Regions from separate parts of the Rattus norvegicus genome. Here region 1 is linked to region 2. The links are chromatin contacts, called in public Hi-C maps. All regions are on one chromosome and are shown on one strand. Each heading gives the region's core, a stretch centred on a gene start, on an enhancer-like site or on the middle of the called end of the contact. The rest is flanking DNA. Distances are from core to core; before and after follow the strand shown.

The links. Hi-C and Micro-C count contacts between places; a contact is called where the count stands out from the background.
Region 1: a Hi-C map of Schwann cells shows a contact between it and region 2, with 2.8 times the contacts expected there. The contact joins the enhancer-like site here to the promoter of Zfyve21 in region 2. A contact is called at or near these places in 3 of 12 Hi-C or Micro-C datasets (the A7r5 cell line, Schwann cells and hepatocytes) and 1 of 1 datasets of contacts at active chromatin or transcription factors (oligodendrocytes).

The regions. Positions count from the first base shown.
Region 1 is chr6:136,831,389-136,835,759 of GRCr8, forward strand. No RefSeq gene overlaps it. Among named protein-coding and RNA genes, the nearest start is that of Atp5mpl, 12 kb to the right of the region's middle. Within about 2 kb of position 2,858, at least 10 of the 93 cell types and tissues checked have an H3K27ac peak or open chromatin away from gene starts, as enhancers often do.
Region 2 is chr6:136,693,521-136,697,849 of GRCr8, forward strand. It overlaps Zfyve21 (zinc finger FYVE-type containing 21), which reads left to right and starts at 1,631. Exons shown (of 7, transcript NM_001399738.1): 1 at 1,631-1,826. The coding sequence starts at 1,689. Xrcc3 (X-ray repair cross complementing 3) reads right to left here and starts at 1,302. Exons shown (of 8, transcript NM_001427420.1): 1 at 1,276-1,302; 2 at 1-84. The coding sequence starts at 1.

The DNA of each region.
Region 1 (4,371 bases), core at 1,608-4,107, 140 kb after region 2:
TTTCCTTGACCTGTGTGCTGGTTCGAATGAGAACGGTCTCCATGTGTTCATAGATTTGAATGTTTGGTTCTTGGAAAGGTGAGAAGGTGTGGCCTTGGAGGAGGAGGTGTGTCACAGGAGTTGGCTTTGAGGTTTCAAAGGCCCATGCTGGGCACAGTCTCCACCTCTCTCCCTCCATCTTGCAGATAAGAGACACGCCCTTAGCAATTGCTCCTGCAGTGGGCCTACCTGCCACCATGACTCTCAGACTGTAAGCAAGCCCCCGGCCAAATGCCTTCTTCTAAAGCTTATCTTGCCCGTGGTGTCTCATTACAGCAATAGAAAAGTGACAGAAACAGCCCGCTTGGAGTCAGTGGCCAGCCATGGTACTTAGGCCCAGGATCCTGTGCCCTGTCAGTAGATCTGGGCTCTGTGAGCTTGAGAGACATTGTCTCGGGACGGATACTGTAGGCCCCGGCTTCCTTCATGCTTCCTCACACTTCTGGCTGCTTTCAGCGATGGGTGTGGAAATAAAGAAGGGCAGGAAGGGAGCCGGAGGCTGCTGTGTGAACAAGAGAGCCTAGAGGCAGCCTGCTCCCTACCTGTGGAGACTTGGGCTGACCTGTATTGACTCAAATGCTGAGTGTTAGAGGATCTAACAGATTTGGGTGGGCAAGAAGGGGAGGGCTAGCCTGAATCCAGGCTCTGAAGAGAGTGGAACCTGCCTTTGGTGGCTGCTCTTGGTGGTCAACTCATCTGGAAGTAACTAGAACTCAAGCAGCTGGGTACATCTGATTTTTAAAAATTAAATCATTGCAAGTGGGAAGACCCACCTTAAATCCAGATCTTCCGAGGTGGGAAGAGCCATCTTTAACCTGGGCCTCGCCTTCTGCTGGCAGAAGATGAAGGCAAAGGACATGGAAGAGAGAAGCCTGTTCTTTTGCCTGCTTGCCTTCGCTCTGCCTGGCAAGCCCGTCCCTCCACTGGCCCCCAGAGCCCACTTCTTTAGGATTCCGGTGTACACTGAAGACCAGCTGAGTCAGCCTCGTGGACTGAACTGGATTCTTAGACCTTCTGCTGGGAGACAGCCATTGTTGGACTCGCTGGACAAGACACAGCCTATAAGCCACTCTAGTAAAACATAAATATGTATAAATACACACACACGCACACACACACACACACACACACACTCATTCTATCAGTTCTGTTCCTCTAGAGAACCCTACTACACTGCCTGAGGGGTCAGGTCAGCATGAGACAGTGGTGGTGGGTGTGGATACAGGGCATTCTGACCAGTAGTGACACTAAGTGTATCTTTATTTATTTATTTATTTATTTTTGGTCTTTTTTTCGGAGCTGGGGACCGAACCCAGGGCCTTGTGCTTCCTAGGCAAGCGCTCTACCTCTGAGCTAAATCCCCAGCCCCGTGTATCTTTATTTTATGTGCATGTGTGCATGTGTGCATGAGGGAGAAAGAGAGGACCTGTCTAAAAATCCTCAGATGTTCATAAAAGGTGGAGTTCGGTGGCTGGAGATAGGACTTAGTGGTTAAGAGGGCCCGGGTTTGATTCCCAGCACCCGCATGGCAGTTCACGGCTGTCTAGATTTCCAGTTCCAGGGGATCCAACATGCTCTTCTGGGCTTTGTGCAACACCTGGTACACAGACGCACAGTATAAAAATTCCAACAATCTCTGAAAGGAAGATGTGGTGTTGCATAGAAGCGCACACCTTTCCCCTTGGGCTTTCTCTCTAGTTGACTGAAGAATTGATGCAATGAACCAGGCAGCGGTGCATGTCTTTAATCCCCACACCTGCAGAGGCAGGTGGATCTCTATGAGTTCAAAGCCAGCCTGGTCTACAGAATGAGCTCCTGTAAAGCCAGGGCTACACAGAGAAACCCTGCCTTTAAAACCCAGGGGAAAAAAATCGGTGCCGTGGCAGTGCTATGTGAATAGCGTCTGTCCTGACCTGTGTAGGCTGTAACAGGCTAAGGCTGCGTGTGTGTTCAACGCAGATGCGCTTTTTTCAGATACTTTAAATTTGCTATTGGTTGGATGTTTGGCTATGGGATTCATAGATATTGAGAACTGCCTACTTTTTTTTTTTTTTTTTTTTTTTGGTTCTTTTTTTCGGAGCTGGGGACCGAACCCAGGGCCTTGCGCTGAGAGCTGCCTACATTTTTGAATCTGTGTATTGGGAGTTGGAAAAGCATGTGTGTCCGGAGGAGGCACGGTGTTAGGGAGGAAGGCAGAAGAACCTCTCACAGTAAATGTAATTCCGCAAAAGTCAAGGCCCAAGGGAGCCCAGCACGATGGCCTCTGAGCAGAGAGGGGAGAGAGGATCGCCGGCCCAAGTCTCCGGAATGTTCTCCTTGAATACTAGCCACTGTCACCTAGCCCTTGTGCGCAGGGACACAGTAAGTAGGTGGAGGGATAGGGTGGGAAGGCAGGATGGATGTCTGGATGCACAGCCCTGGTTCTGGGGATGTTGCCTTCAGGAGGTCTGGAGGCTGGGGCTAGAGAGGGACAGACACTCTGTAGAAGAGTGGACACTGTATTAGGAAAGCTGCTCTGAGCAAGTCTACAGCTGGTGAGGCCTCGCTTCAGGCTTCCTTCACGGGCATGTCCTTAGAACTCAAGGGCTCCTGTGTGCATGTCATCTCCCCAGAGGCTCTGCAGGGTGGAGCATTGGACCCACTCAGGCCCAGAGCAGCAGGTCTGCCCTCTGCCCCAGGACCCCACTGGGGAATAGCTACTGGCCAGCACCGATCAGCTCGGACCTGCAAACAATCCCCAGAGACAGTGTGAGGGAAACAGCTCTCCTGTGCCAGGTCCTGTGGCTGGAGAGGCAGCCTGCTGTGGAGTCAGGAGAAGCCCAGTACCTGTGAGTTGGTAAATGCTGCCCAGTGGGCTTGGGGAGCCCTGCTAGGGGATGGTTGTAAGGCAGCAGAGCCTCTGCAGACGGGGCGAGTCTCACACTCACTCGCTGGCTGGGCAGATGCAAGGAAGGTCACCGGTGCCAGTTTCAGTAGAACAGCCATTTGGCTACCAGGCCAGAGTGGGGACAAAAACACAAGGTCCCACTCTGTCTCTTTTCAAAAGGGCAAGAGAGACTGCATTTCTATAGCAGAGTGACTTCATTGTGGCTGCAAGAAACTGAGCCTGCTAGGACAGGTAGTGTCTCTGTGTGGCTCCTCACTGTCCCCACAGCAGTCTCTTTGTGGGGCAGGAGAGAGGGTGGCCTCCTGCCAGTCTCCTAGATACTTGAGGACACTAATAGTCCATCATGTTGTCCCCAAGCCTTGGTTTGGGGCTATCGCGTCACCCGAAGACAGGTGGGTGGGAAGGGCACCAGTGAAACCCATGTGTGGCAGGGAGTCCTCTGCTTGTTTCTGTCTTCCTCATTCAGAAGGCATCCAGAGCCCTAGGGTGGACTATCGGGTGGCTCCCACATGGTGCCAATCTGGGCAGGGGTGGGGCTTTTGATCCATGTATTATTGGGAGAATGGTGGCCTGTCCCCATGTAGGCATGGGTGGACAGGCCGCCCTGCAGGAGCATGAAACTGTGAGTTCTAAGCCCTGGTTCTGCAGGGAGAAAACCTCACTAACTTTCTGACCCTCCCTCCTGTGTTTCTGCCCAGCGTGGCCTGAAAGCAATGGACAGTTGACCATGGACTGAAACTTTGAGACTATGAGCCCCAAACAAGTTCTCTTTAAAGTTGACTTTTCTCAGTTATGTTGTGACAGAGGCAAACACTAACAAAGTTCTTTTTAAACTTATTATTTTGAGACTCTCTCTCTATAGTCCTGGCTGTCCTGGCACTTGCCACATAGACCAGGCTGGCCTCAAACTCACAGAGCCTCTTCTGCCCCTTGCCTTCTGAGTGCCGGCATGAAAGGCACACGCCACCTCGTCTAAAGGCACAGACCATGCCTCGTCTAACGGTTTGAAACTGCAACTTCGAATTGTTTAATAGACATAGGGCCATCGAGGCTATTTTTTCTGTTTTTATCACTTGTGTGCGCGCTAAGAGAACAACTCCTAAGAGTCGGTTTGCTCCCTCCACCATGTGGGTGCTGTGGATGAACTCAGGCCTGTGGGGCTTCCAGGCAAGTACCTTTGCCAGCTGAGCCATCTTGCCAACCTTCCTTTTCCTTGGTGTGAACTCTGGAATGATGTTTGCTTACGTGGGATTTGACCAATTCTTCTATCCTGTAGCATTTATTGGCACAGAGGTGTTGATGGCATTCTCTTGTTGTCCTTTCGATCTGTATGTGTCCAGTTACTGAGGACTGAAGCCAGGTCTTGAGCAGGCCACTCCTGTCACAGAGCCCCACCCTAGTCCTTGTCCCGTGAATGTCTGTGGAATCTGTATTGACATCGTCCA
Region 2 (4,329 bases), core at 381-2,880:
TTTCCTCCGTGGGTCCACCATGAGCATGCAGAGCTTACACAGCAATGGTGACAAACTCCCACGCGCTTGCTGTCAACTTGCTGCCTGTGGGAGGGAGAACATGGGAAAGCGACACACGCACACAGGGCAATCTGAAGTGGTTGGGTGTCCCACTGAGCGCCAAGGACAGGTGTCTCCTCCGTCTTGGGAACACTGTCCGTGAAAGCTGAGGAAGATGCTTCTGGTTGCACCATCCACTGAAGAAGGACTAGGCAGCCTGGAAGCCCAGGCTCGTTCCAGATGTTGGTACAGAACTAATTCAGCGGCCCCTAACATCCTGAAGGTGCCAGTGCCTGAGGCTCAGCTGCGAGTGGGAGAAGAAATTTAGCTGTCCCTTACGACTCCCATTTAACTTCCTGGGGCATAGATGAGTCTCGCTCATCATTCCCTGACTTTTTGTGAGTTTGGCATTTTGAAGGATGGTGGGGGAAATGGAACCTCATCAGAGAAGGACAGAAGAGGCAGGGCTGCAGCTCACCTCATCAGAAAGCATGGAGAAACCTCCCCTCCCCCGGAAAGGGAGCTGACGAGGACAGCACCAGGCCTCTTCTCCGCCCACCTGTCTACGTTAGAGCCAGTCCGGTCGGTGTGAGGGAAGACGTGTTCTACAATGCACGTCCATCTTATACGTGGCTTCAAATGACAGTGCCAAGAAACACTAAGGATGGGGGTGGGGTGGCTCAGGCTGGCAGTGCCAAGAGTGAGGAGGCTGAGGACCTGAGATCTGGTGCTGGGCAGGTATGGTGGGCTGCCAGTAATCCCAGCACTCAGAAGACAGAGACGGGTTTCTCAGAGCAGGCTGTGACAGAGAGTGAGCAAAGCTCCTGGGTAGTTGATTTGGCCAATTACCCAAAGAAGAAGAGGTGCGCGCGGTGGCTCACACCTCTGTTGGTACAAGGAAGGCTGAGGCAAGGACTGCTGAATCCAAGGCCAGCCTAGGCTACATGCGCAATGAGACCCGTCCTTACAAACACCACAAGAAAAAAAAGTCACAGGTCAAGTTTGCAGCGACGCAGTGGCTGGCCTGGGACACTGGTGCTGAAAGCAGGTTCCGCGCTCAGTGGAGAGGGTCCGGACTCTCGATTCGATCCAAACCCCACTACGGGCCTGAAGGGGTGCCCCGCGGGGGAAGTTCGTTCTTGAACCCCAGCCCCGGCCTGGGGCTCTCGAAACCCACGTTGCCCTCCGCCCTCTCCCGCCGCCCCACGTCCCGCTACCAGCGATCATCTAGCTCACCTCCCGGATCAGCAACGCAGCAATTCTCCCGCGCGCTCCGCCCGCTCCGGAAGCCACGCCCATCTCAATCTTCTCTTCCAATGAAAATCCGGAGTCCGAGCCTGCTCCACCCAGAAGAAGCGAAGAGGCGGCTACGTGGCTGATTAGTTGGCCAATCCAAAGTCACAATCTCCCGAGAGGGGCGAGGGTGCTCCTCGGTCTTCGCCGCCGATTGGTGGTCGGTCGTAGGGGCGGGGACCTTGCGCGGATTGGAGAAGGGCGGCTCTGGGCGGATACTACTCTCCGATTGGCTCATATTCCGAGCTGTGGCTATGGATTGGGCTTCGGAGTTGTCATCGTGCTGGCGGGCGGAGCGGGGTGGCGACCTGTGTGGGCTCAGCGCGGGCGGTGGCGTGAGGGGCTCAGGAGGAGACATGTCCTCGGGGGTGGCCGCGCGTTGCGACGCCAAGAAGCTTGTGCGCTCGCCCAGTGGCCTGCGCATGGTGCCGGAGCACCGCGCCTTCGGAAGCCCTTTCGGCTTGGAGGAACCGCAGTGGGTTCCGGACAAGGAGGTGCGTCCTAGCCCCCGGGTCCCCAACTGGAGTCGGGGCGTCTCCCGCCTCCGCCCTCAGGGCGCTCGGCCGCGGATCCCCTTCGGGCGGTCCCGCTGTCCCTTCCGCGCTGTGGGGCGTTTTCCATTCCTTGGCGGTCATTGGCTGCGCGGTGCAGAGCCCGGGGAGGCCCGAGGGGAGCGGGGGAGCGGTTGACCAGTGGGCCGTGAGTGAGTTTGGGGCTGGAGTGTGTCCATGGGGCGAGGGTGAGCGAGTCCGCCTTCACCAGCTCACGGGGGAACGGTGCCAAGGAGTTTGCTGTCTTTAGAGTTCTAAACTCTGCAAAGCTTGGCCACTTGGGAGAGAATGGGAGCACTTCACGCATTCCATGCGATTTTATTTCAGAGCAAATTGAAATGTCTAAAAGGCACCGACCTAAGTATTGCTGACTTTGATAAACTTTAAAAACAAAAACTTTTTTCGTTTATTCGTGTGCCTTTGCCCCCAATGTCACAGCGCTAGTGTGTAGATCAGAGGATAATTTGTAGAAGGTAGTTTTATTAAACCATCTGGGTCCCAGCGACGGATTTCAGGTCTCAGGTGCCTTTACTTTGTGAGCTATCTTAATGGCTCTTGTAAATTTATCCATATGTTTCTCTGTCCCCCACCCCTTTCCTCCTGTTGACTCCCTTAGGCGGGTCCTCACTCTATTGCCCTGGCAGTTCTGGACTCACTACAGGGACCAGGCTGGCCTAGAACTCCTAAGATCTGCATCTGCCAGAGTGCTAGCATGCACTACCACACCCTGTTGCTATGTTGCCCTCAAACTTCTCCTCCGTCAGCCCCTTGAGTACTGGAATTAAAGATGTGCTTCACCACACCTGGCCTCCTCCCAAATTTTTTAGGTTAGAGTTTCTGCTTGGAATTCTAGTCAGCTGCTCCTCTCTCCCCTTGGGTGGATGGTGGGTGGGGCCCAGGTGGGTGGGGCCCAGCAATTTATTAGAGCGAGGTCCACTGTTCTTAAAACAGTGGGCACTGGGGCTGGAGAGCCAGCCAGAAGTTTGCTCTGCCACTGTTCCCCAGTGACTCCTGGCTATACCAGGTGTGTCACTGAGCTGTCACTGTCCTCCCTGGTTGTGCCCCTTCAGTTTTGCACTTTATCCTTGTACACAGTTCCTCTTGTGTGGAGAGATAACTGAGCACAGCCCTCGAGTGCTCTTAGCGCCCCAGAAGGGGGTGTGGGCTTAGGAGTGGGTAAGGAGATCGTTCATGGTAAAGGTAGATTTCTGAGCTCAGGGTAGTGAGATCCAGGCCAGCCAGAGCTACACAGTTGAGACTGTCTCTAGAGGACACAAAAGGGTGTGTGTGTAGGGTGTTGGGATACAGCCTGGACTCTGGCCCCTGGAAGCTAAGAGTTTATAGTAGTTTATGACCAGCCTGGGCAATACTGTTGTCTCGAAAATAAAATACAGTGGCTGTTGGGGGGGTGGCTCAGGGAAATAAACTGCTTGTTGTGAATGAGTTTCGGATCTGGACAGACATGACTCTTTCCAGGAAAGCCCAACAATGCATAGATTGGAATAAGGGTACATGGGGGGGGGCAGGTAGAGGAGGCCAAGTGGGGTGGGAGGCCATGCCTGAGGAGATCAGAAGCCGAGGCTCTTGGGAAAGTGTTCACTGTCTGTAGGCCAGGGCTCTAGACAAGCTTTCTCAACATTCTCCTTGTCCTACAAGGAGCCTTTAAGGTGGGTGTTTTCACCCGAGTGACACCTTGTGACATCTTTATGTAAAACTTTAGAATTTACAGTGTTTGTGGTATATCCCCATAAGTCTGGATAGTCTGACAGGACTCCATGTCTGCTCCAAGAGGGGAGGAGAGGGTGCTCGGACAAGTGATTGCCAAGCAGAAGGGCACCAGCTCTGTGAGTGTCTCAGGGATCACAGAAAAGTGGGCTTGGCTTTGCAGGGTGACCAGGACTGAAGAGATGTTTGGACAAGTATAGGTGGCAAAGTCCCACACAGGGTAGGGTAGCCCATGGCCTGGTGGCGGAGGAACGGCCACTCTACAGTCCAGTCAGGAGTCAGGCCTCAGATCCACTTGGTGTTTGAGAGCCCAATTCAGCGAGTGCTTTATGGGGAAAAGAATGGGGATTTGGGGCGCCTGCCAATCCTGGCCTGGTGCTGAACCCCGGAGTGGGGGTGGTGCTTGGGATCTTAGTTAGTCCTGGGGGAAGGGCAATTGGTTTGACGGGGAAAGGCTGGGATTTCACAACTGATAGGCTGGCAGTGTCAGGCTCGCAGTGTCAGGCTGGCCTGTGCTCCTCTGAAGGCTGCAGGCGCCTCCTTGCCTGTTCTGGCTCTGAAACCATGGGCCCTGTGAGAGGCTTCCTCCCATGGCTGGCTGAGAGCCCTATAAAAGTCAGGATGGAGTTCCCATCTACTCTAGTCTTTGAGCTGTGATAGCAGCCCTGGAGGTGGAAATGCTCTCTCACCTCTCCTGAGCCTGCAGCGCCGCCAGCTTCCA